Regions from separate parts of the Sus scrofa genome. Here region 1 is linked to region 2. The links are chromatin contacts, called in public HiChIP or PLAC-seq maps. All regions are on one chromosome and are shown on one strand. Each heading gives the region's core, a stretch centred on a gene start, on an enhancer-like site or on the middle of the called end of the contact. The rest is flanking DNA. Distances are from core to core; before and after follow the strand shown.

Region 1 (5,431 bases), core at 663-3,162, 600 kb after region 2:
CAAGATCACTTACAGAGGAGACATCCCCCAAATGAATCCATCTTAAAGTGAACACATCAGCAAATTAGATTCATATTTAAGGAGAGAGGTCTTGTAGAGACACGCCCTAAAATATGCCATTGCATTTCTTTGGAATGTGTTCAGGAGGTAAAAATAACTAAAGAAATCGGCCAGCTTTCCTTATCGCACAGCATTCCTAACCATCTGCTGTATGTGCTTATGAAGACAGAGCTCGGTGTTTAAAATTCTCATCAAAGAAAATGTGAATAACCAGTTTACAACCTGTGAGAAAAAGGGAAAAGGATGCCTCCTTCTCATTGCCACAAGTTCAGATTCACAGTTAGCACGTGTAGTTGTGGGTGGCTATGCTTGTTTCTTAAAAGGAGATAATTGCACACACCACCAAATAACAAAACAAAAGGGGAAAACGTATGTGGGAGGTGGGAGTGAGATGTTAGAATAATTTAATTACTGTCAGGTGGTTTTCAAGCTGCACTAGGGAAAAAAGCCTAAACAAGATCTATTACCCAGAAAACAATTTGAGCTACCATCTCTGCTCATTTTTATCAAATGATCCCAAAAGTTTTCAAGAATTTGACAAACTTTACATTGATATATGAACCAGTGCTCTGAACACAAAGAGAGGTTCAATTAAGGCCTTAAAGGCCAATAACTTCCACTCCATTCGATGACTACTAATTGTGTATTACACATTGGTGAACACTGGGGCCATTACTAATAAAAACAACTCTCTGGCCTCCTCGGAACAGTATGGGCTGCTGAGGGTTCAGATAGAGACTTCGGAAATTCATCACCTATTTGTGTGAGGCCCCAAGCTTTTGGAAAACCAAGAGGGAAAGAAAAGACATGCCATGCCGTCTTGCAGCCTAGCTAGGACCTGTGGCCTCTGCCTTACTTTAGTGGCTTTGAGTTTTGAGGATGGCACTGAAAGGTACCACAGGTAGAGCATGAGGCAGGCTTGGTCTTTTTCCTGCATGGAAGAGCTACAACAGGGAACATGGTACCTGGGGTACCTCATGAGGTCCACCATGGTGTGAGAGCTCGAGGCCAGGAGAGAAGGAACCCTGGGAAGAGAGGTCCCCGTGTACTGAAGGCACATATTCCTATAAGACCCTGTAACTACAGCATTCTGTGCTCTGGAAGTGGCTTGGAGCACATATTAATGTGGACATGACAGGCCCATGACAGTGACGAAAGTTGCAACAATGCTCTGGAAAACTCAGAAATTGACAGGTGTAGATTAGAAAGGACCTGACAGAGAGAGAGATAACTGGATCATTCAGGACAGGCTTCATGTAAGGAAGCACGGTAGGCTGATTCAAATCATCTTTGGAATGACAGCCACACAAGCCAGATGAGAGAGTCCTAAATCTGGAAGCACTGGCTTGATGGACTGACTACCCATCTCTCCCCTCACTACCCCCCAACCCCCACCATTGCCATCTCCAAATCCCACACTGCAGCTTTGCTTTGAACTTGAAACCCTTTGAGGATAAAATAAACAAATAAATGCTCTGTGAAACGTCGTAAGTACAGCTATCACTGTTAGCTGTCAATGTGATCATAAATGTTGACATTAAACATCAAAGCATTCGAAGGATATAACAAGACTGGTTAGAAAACTGAGGTCTGTCGACATTCCTGAATGAACAGAAAATTACTACTGTCATCTTGACACACTACAGGGTTAATTACACACTAATAGAAGTCAACAACTGTTGTGCCATTACCGTTACTGAAATCCAAATGGCATTGTTTTGTTTGTGGATCATTGGATTAAAGATATTAGGGCCGGTGAATTAATCTTTGCATTCCTTCCCGTAGACACAGCACAGCCAAGTGCTTGTTTACTTGGCCTGCTCTCTGTTACTCAGAGAGAAGCCCTTGGGCTGAACCGAGCCCCTTGGTTACAAGTACGTCATCAGCCACACTTCAACCAGGAAACACAGGGCTCTCAGGAAGTGCACTTGATAATGAAGCAGAGTGAGCCAAAATTAGCCAATAATCAGCATTACCCTTCATCCTGAAATGATGCAATCATATTTAACAAGGTAGTCAAGCGTCGGAGATCAGCCTGGTGGACATATAAGATCTCTTTCCTACGTCTGTCATCCGTTCCTGTAATTTTAAACAACCAGGTTTTAATAACTTCCCAGTGTTTCAACTTCTCTTTTTCAAAATCTCAGAAATAGGCATTAGTAGTAGGATTTATTGTTCATATGGGTGGCAAATTTACTAGACAATAAGCTCTTTAACACTAGGGACAAGCTTTTTTTTTTTTCCTCCTGCATTTTAGGGCTGCAACCTTGGCTTATGGAAGTTCCCAGGCTAGGAGTCCCATTAAAACTGTAGTTGCTGGCCTACACCATAGCCACAGCAACACAGGATCCAAGCCGCATCTTTGACCTACACCACGGCTCACGCAGCACAGGATCCTTAACTCACTGAAGAAGGCCAGGGATTGAACCCGAATCCTCATAGATACTGTTGAGTTCATAACCCACTGAGCCACAAGAGGAATTCCCAAATGCCAAGGAGAAAGTTTTACCCTTTCTTGTATCTTCTGAACAGGATGTTTGGTACAGAAAATATTTAATGTCTGCTAAATTATTCACAATTTGAAAACTAAATGATAAATTAGTCCTAATAGTCATTAAGTGATTGAACAGGCTTTCTTATTGCCCACTGGCACTATTAAGCACAAGGATGGGAATGACCTAGCCCCAGATCATAGCTGACAAAATCACATGGAAAAGCCTGTGCGGCTGCCTAGCCCATGGAGCCATGAGCCTGCCTAAACAGATTTAACTCTGTAACAGGCACTCCTCCACTAACGCAGAGAAAAACAGCTTTGTTAAGACTCTGCGATTCTAAGGCTCACTTATTTCAGGTTACTTGCTTTTTGCAGGCACTGCATAAATACAAAAAAAAAAAAAAATACAGTGCTGAAAGTAAAGACTTTTTTTTTTAAATTTTCATTCCTAGAAAATTCATAGGAATTATTGTCTTGTGGTGAGTCCAGCTGGAATTCTCTTTATCCTGGAGAGCACACAGCACACAAAGGTACTGAAGCACCATTCCCAAAGAATGACAGAATCCTGTTTCTTTTCCCTAGTGATTTATAGGCTAACACCTGAGTGGCTCTTTAAAGCAAAAGCACCCGAGCTTGGCATCACGAAACTATTAATCAGTATGTAGCCCTGCACAGACTCTGGAGTGAAAACAACTAGGTTTGAGGTCTGGCACTTATTAGCTGTGTAACCTTGGACAAATAACCTATCTGAGCCTTGGTTATTATAACTATTCCTATCTCTCAACCTTCTTTTGAGACCCAGATGAAGCCAAGTATATTATGAGAGCTTCTGTATACCATAAAACAAATTACACGTCATTCATTATTGTTTTAGAGATGCTTCTTTCTGTATATATAGAAGGTAAAGATCTAAACTGCAGGAAAATGCCCAATTTTAAAAAAAGCAATAATTCAAAGAGCTATAGATACAAATTGGAGTGAATCCCAGTGTGATAGAGTGACTGAAAACCAAATCCTGGATTTAACCAGGTGTCCAGAGACACCAGTGCACACCTGGAAGTTAATAATGTTTTTCCGTACAAGTCTGTTTAGAAGAGAAAAGAATTTGGCTCTCAGTTCTGGTGCCTCCACTATCAGAGTGATTTTGATACCCAGAAATTGTAAGAAGTGACACTGGCTCAATGTCTTCCACATATTTTCAATTTCTTAATTTAAACTTTAACACTATTATGTATCACATAGGCATCTAGAGCTTTTTATGCAGGTCTAAAAACCTAATTTTAGAACTGTCCAGACATTTGTGAGAAGTATTACTCTTGGTAGAAACAAATAAAAGGGCCATAACATCCAAAGCATGAGTGAGACACTGCCCCCAAAACAGGCTTTCAATGATTTTATGCTTTCCTATAAACCTGTGTGCCTTCTCTGTAAAATAAGCAATTTTCCTGACATTTTTTAATGACCCAGTTCCTCTAGACATTAAGGGACAAATTTTTTATGGATTTTAGTCCTTTTCTATTTGGAACAATTGTGTATTTTATGGAGGAGTATATACCCAGTTACCATATCTTTCCCGAGTTTCTAGTTAACCTTTCCTCTGCACAGTTGGATTGCTGGTGTAAATTTCTCAGAGAACCTTTAATTTTCTTCTCTTTTCTTCTGTCCCCCCTCTCCTTCCCCTTTGCGTCCTCCCGGCAACTGTCAAGGCTCGCCTGACACTGAAGCAGGAGGAACAGATGGCTCCCCAGCTCTCCTCTCGGGGTGTTAGCAAGCTGCATGTGGAGAACCCACACGGAGGGAAGAATTTAGGTCCCAAACACATTTATGCTCCTCTGAAGACAAGGTAACTTTTCCTCCTCTCTGCACCGAAATCAAACTGAGACTGATCCACGGAGAGTCTGGTGACGTTCGCAGCTGGATGCTGTACTCTGCTCCTCCCTGTGAGCAGTCAGTCTCCATGGAGACAGACGCTCAACAGAAGAATCACGACGGGGCCAGGTGGGGACCAGGAGTAGCAGGGGAGACGCCAAGAGTCAACAGATGGGGAAAAACAAGAAACACCAAATGGGAGACTCAATGGTTTGGGTGGGAGAATTTACCTTCTAGCTGATTCTTAAAATGTTTCATCACAAAAAAATAAAATAAATAGAAGACTATTTAGGTGAGTAAAACTAAATCTTTAGTAGTTAATTACATACAATTTCCTTAGGATCAGAGCATTTTATAATCATTTCAGTGCTTATCACTGTAGATCTACTCAACTTGCATTAAGCAGAATTAGTGAGAAAGTAGTTGATCATGAAAACGGTTCCCTTTCACTTGGCAAATAATCGCATCCCCATTTAAAGCCCTCATCAAGTTGCACACACGGTATGATCTATTAAGCTCTTGGCTTTCTCTAGCATCTCATTAATTTCAGAGAATGATTTCTAATGATCACATTTCAGAAACTGTCAGAAACATTTTTCTCCTTTTGTTGCTTGTCGCCAAGCGAGAACAATCTTGTAATGACAACACACGTCTCAACATGCCTTTTCATAATGAGTCTTTAGGGGAAAATTCAACTTATGAGAATTAAGAAAACAGTCTGCTACTTCCCATAACATCAAAATCATAGGAACATAGTTTTGTATGCATAATACCACATGACTGTAACGCTGGCATTGGGGATGGTTATATCCTACAGATTACAAGCCATCACTGCTCGTCAATTTAAATGTAGTATTATTTGCACTTGTCAATATATACACTTTAAAGTCACTGACACCATATAATTTGTTCTCTAAGAACTAAGGAATCAAAGGGAAATGTGAAAGGTCAAAACAAATTCCCAGCTTTGCCTCTCAACAATTACATGCCACACATCACAGAAAGCTA
Region 2 (5,080 bases), core at 1,180-3,679:
ATGTCTCATGTATTTTTAATCTCTCCCAGTGGCTGGCAGTGTCTCTTCATTGACAGCAGAATGAATGTTTTGATGAATTTGTTTCAGGGACTAGTCAAGTGCTCCCATTAAGCCCAGGAGAAATTAGATTGAGTAAATACCCTCAGCCTGTGTCATCATGAAAGAAGAATAAAGTGTTCATTAAAAACTAATTGGTAAGCAATTTGCAAATGAAAAACTCGTTTCTTCCTTTCTTTTTTTTTTTTTTTTTTCCTCTCTCTCTCTTGTCAAGATCACCAAAGCTGTGATGGAAACGCCAGGAGCAAAGAAGTAAATCTTGCATTTCCATTTGACATTTCTTGCTGCCTAGAATCTTTAGGCTCAGACAGAGCATGTGGACACTTATGCGATGGGATTCGATGGATAATACATATATGCTCTAGGTCTGATGTGTCCTCCTGGATATCCAAAAATCCCTCAATTCAAAGTCAGTGATTTTGAATTAAGATACTGTGTGTCCTCCATACTCCTTTAAAAAATGCAAACATCCAAGGAAGGGGACTATTTTTATTCATTAACATCTTTGCCTAAATTTGTTTCTCCAAAGCGGCTTTGGTCACTCCACAGAGCCCTGAGGAAATGGGAGGAGGTCAGAGAAGTCCCTTGGGGATGATGGAGAGAAGGGTGTGTGGGTGTTGGGTTAGTTTGGGAGGATGGCAGAACCCAAGTGCTCTAGAGAGCAGATTAGACATCTGAGGGGATGTTTTTTGTTTGTTTGTTTGTTTGCTTTTTAGGGCCCCACCCACAGCATATGGAGGTTCTGAGGCTAGGAGTCCAGTCAGAGCTACAGCTGCCAGCCTACACCATAGCCACAGCAACAAAGGATGTGAGCTGCGTCTGCTACCTATACCACGGCTAACAGCAACGCCGGACCCTTAACCCGCTGAGTGAGGCCAGGGATTGAGCCCTCAACCTTATGGTTCCTAGTGGGATTCGTTTCTGCTATGCCACAATGGGAACTCCTAAAGGGATTTCTTCCTTCCTTCCTTCCTTTCTTTCTATTTATATATGTATTTTTTTCTACTGTACAGCATGGTGATCCAGTAACACATACAGTATACATACTTTTTCTCACATTACATGTTCCATCATAAGTGACTAGACAGAGTTCCCAGTGCTGCAGAGCAGGATCTCATTGCTAATCCATCCTGAAGGCAACATTCTGCATCTATTTACCCCAAGCTCCCTGTCCTTCCCACTCCCTCCCCTTCCCCCTTGGCAACCACAAGTCTATTCTCCAAGTCCATGATTTTCTTTTCTGTGGAAAGGTTCCTTTGCGCTGTATATTAGATCCCAGATGTAAGTGATGTCATATGGTATTTGTCTTTCTCTTTCTGACTTACTTCACTCAGGATGAGAGTCTCTAGTTCCATCCATGTCGCTGCAAATGGCATTATTTTGTTCTTTTTTATGGCCAAGTAGTAGTCCGTTGTGTATATGTACCACATCTTCCTAATCCAATCATATATGATGGACATTTGGGTTGATTCCATGTCTTGGCTATTGTGAGTAGTGCTGCAGTGAACATGTGGGTGCATGTGTCCTTTTAAGGAGAGTTTTGATGTATTTTTAAAAGGGATATAAAAAGGTAACCAGGAAAGTGCTCCTATGACCGCTCTTCTGTAGGCAAAGACCCTTTTCATCTCAGTACAGCTATGATGGGGAAAACAAAAGTGAAAAAGCAAACAAAAGCACAGGGACAATTGTGGGCTGAGTTTTTGGATTCTAAAACTATTACCATTGATCCCAGATGACTTCAGGCCACACCTTCTTGGCCTCTGCTTGTCTTTGGTACGTAGCCCTGGACACTGCTCTTCCTACTCACTTTATCCACCTTCATCCCTTGTAGCCTCAGGAGCTGGAGGCAGAGTCTCAATTTTATTGGCCATGGTACCCTATTTACTCATTTTCCCCTCTTTAAAGAAAGGGATTGGGAATTAACCTGTCAATTGTAAGACCCTTCTCAATTTCAGAGATTTTATGCTGGGAAAAAGTGCATCTTAGAGTTAAGAAAACACATTAATAAGTAACAGTAGGAGAGAGAGGGCTGGTGACCCTCACTGGGTAGACAACAGTCTTTTGGAACCAGATGGTCACGTATTCACAGACAGTCAGACACATAGAAGCTCGCCCGCCACCCAGTGTGACGGACAGTTTACCCTCAGAGGCTGCTCAGAAAAAAGCACCCACTACACTCCGTGCTTGGGTCACACCAAATTTCTGGAATCCAGAGGCTCACGCTTTCTGGGTCCAGTGTAGAACCTCCAGAACAAAGCCTTCATTAGCAAACTTTGAAGCTGGGACCCCAGAACATTTAAAGACAGGAATGCCTCCCAGACGTGGCCATTAGTTTAACTTACCAAGAGGAGAGGCCAGGGGACACCGCTGGCAGCAGCTCTGTTCCTCTGGGCTGGCTCCCCGTCAGACCAGAAATATTCCGTCAGTGTCACCAAGTGATCCCATTCCACCTTAGTCATCTGTTTGGCGACATCGCCTCCTGTGTTCCTTGTGCCCCATGATTTCTACAGTGTCTTTTGCCCTCATTTGTAAATAGCTTTCAGAGACCTGAAATGAAATTGCATCTCCTTTTCTCTGTCTCCATCAGTCTGAGTCAGCTTCACTTGGCATCAACTGTGCCTTCTGGCCCTTTTAAAGACTCATTACTTTCACGGGGACGGGGAGCGGGGGATGATCACTCTGCAGGGTGGCGTGGAATGTGAGGGGACTGACAGGTAGTCCAGAGTTGAGGCCCCTGTCCCCACCCTCCTCAACGAGCTCACATCCCCCATGCCATTTAGTTATAAATACAGGCACCAGGTCAGCCGCCTTAGCTTAAAATGCTCGCATGTAATTTCCTCACACACATTTTAATCGGGTGAGTACCTGGCCTAGGGAAGGGTCCATTTCTTTCCTTGCTCTGTAGTAACTTCACTCTCTAAAATCATTTCCTCCCTTGACGTTGGCCTCACACAATTTCAGCTCAGAACAGAGGGAAGGGAATCACCAAAATAATAACACTGGCTGCCCACACTGCAGTTTTGTTCTATTTGTTTGTTTGTTTAAAAACTAGAAATAATAAGCAGATAGGCTATTTCTCTTAATGTCTCTAAATAGGTTAAAAGTGTCCAAGCTTGTTCTTTCTCTTAAGCTATTACGACATCTAATCTGAGCTAAAAGGAAGAGGTGCCCTAAGGGGGTGAATGACCAGGAAGAAACTGACCCCTTCGCAGCATGAGCAACCGGAGCGGTGCGGAGCCGGCATAAGGCCTTTGTTTCATGTGGATCTCAGATCTCAGCATCTCGCAGCACTCTTACACGTGGGGTGTAGCCAATGTTCTTAAACATAGGGCACGGAAGGAGTATTTTCATAATCTCTGTTTTAAAGATCTGACCACAAGGCTTTTGTTTATTGAGTTTATTGTAACAGGGGCTGGATATGAAAAGCAACAATATTGCTTCTGCTGTGGTTCCCTGTGGGGACAACAGTGTCCCCAGATTCTCAGCATCTTTCCATCATCTCCACCTGTCCTGGGCCTGGTTTTCCTCAGAGCCAAGGGCCTCACCTTGCCCTCCTCCACCCCCGCTTCTATCCAGGTGGAGAGAATATCCCATTCTTTCAGTGCCCTGCTTTCTCCTTCTTAGGCCACCAAAGGTAACCACCGACCTCCTAGGTTACCTCCGAGGATAGATTCTCTTACTTTAGAGGGGAAGAAAAGCCATTGTGGACCTGGAGGAAGGTCCTGAGCATCTGCAGACTGGCGTGTGGAAAGACTGCAGAACTAAGATTCAGAAGAACCAGAATAAAATCTTAATATTGCTCACTGGCTGTATAAATCTAAACAAGTGCATTAGCTTATCTGAGCCCCAGTTTATTCATCTTCATAATGGGGTTATTACTGTACATTTCATAGTGGTGTAAAAAGTAAGTGATTTTTGCAAATTGTCTATTTTCAGGAATCAGTACAAGGTTACCTACTTTACATTAACATTGGAGACATGGCTGTTTTCCCAGCCTCCTAACCTTATACCAGACATGGTTTCCTAAAAAAATTGGAGTTCCCTTGTGGCACAGTGGGTTAAGGATCCAGCATTTTCACTGCACCAGCTTGGCTCACTGCTACTGCACAGGTTATGGGAACTTTCACGTGCCATGGGTGCAGCCAAAAAAAAAAAAATTATTTCAGATGCCATTACATGTTTCAAAATGCTTTTAAAATGATAAAATATCATAAAACTATAAAGTAACACAGAATCCTTGGATTAAAATAAGATTGAATTATTATTTCATTAATTATTAGGACAAATGCCTAGTAGTCATTTTTGAGACCATTTCTGATTTTACCCCCAGCATCTAATCCATCAGCGAGTCCCACTGACTCTAACTCAGAATACATCTGCTAAGTATTGACATTTTTTCTCTCCACTGCTGTCACCCCAGGCTAAGAACCCTTATGGGTCTCTCTGTGGGTAGTGTAGACCAGCCCTGCTATGCAGGCACTGTATGGGGAGGTTATTTGTATTCACAAACAAAGGCAGGTCTCACCCAGCCACCTTCTCTGGAATGTAGAAGCCATCTGATCTGTTTGTTCACCACCAGGCTGAGAACAGCACCAGCCACAGGAAGGCATTAACAAGGATTTTTGAATGAATTATGCTTATTAAGGTTTTCTAGCAACAGTCCCACAGGGCAGGCATTGTTAGTCCATTTTACAAATAAGAAATCTGAGTGTCTTTATGTAAGTGATTAGTCCTTCCACAAAAGATTGGGGATTGGCTGGATCTAGTGCATTTTGGAGGGATTTCATGGAAGCAGAGCTGCACAGACAGGGCTCTACTTTGCAGGCTAGGGCAGCTCTGCCATCCCCAACTTCTCTTTCTTTTTATTTCATTGGAAATGTCTACTGGATCTTCTTTTAAATATTTTTATCTTACTTCTCCTCTACTAAATTTCAGTGGGTGATGGATGGAATTTTTATTTTCTATAGATACACAAAATAGTTAATCGAATTATGTATTTTTAAAATTCTAAAGACCAGTATAT

What was found. HiChIP or PLAC-seq counts read pairs in DNA pulled down with a chosen protein or histone mark.
Region 1: an H3K27ac HiChIP or PLAC-seq map of skeletal muscle shows a contact between it and region 2, with 3 times the contacts expected there. The contact joins two enhancer-like sites. A contact is called at or near these places in 1 of 47 Hi-C or Micro-C datasets (heart right ventricle) and 1 of 2 datasets of contacts at active chromatin or transcription factors (skeletal muscle).

What each region holds. Positions count from the first base shown.
Region 1 is chr11:10,911,084-10,916,514 of Sscrofa11.1, forward strand. All of the region lies in intron 7 of LOC102159559 (a long non-coding RNA gene), which reads right to left. Among named protein-coding and RNA genes, the nearest start is that of NBEA, 170 kb to the right of the region's middle. Within about 2 kb of position 1,913, at least 24 of the 83 cell types and tissues checked have an H3K27ac peak or open chromatin away from gene starts, as enhancers often do. A contact at or near this core is called in skeletal muscle, where this site is marked.
Region 2 is chr11:10,315,477-10,320,556 of Sscrofa11.1, forward strand. It overlaps a transcript of RFC3 not described here. Among named protein-coding and RNA genes, the nearest start is that of RFC3, 170 kb to the left of the region's middle. Within about 2 kb of position 2,430, at least 1 of the 83 cell types and tissues checked has an H3K27ac peak or open chromatin away from gene starts, as enhancers often do. A contact at or near this core is called in skeletal muscle, where this site is marked.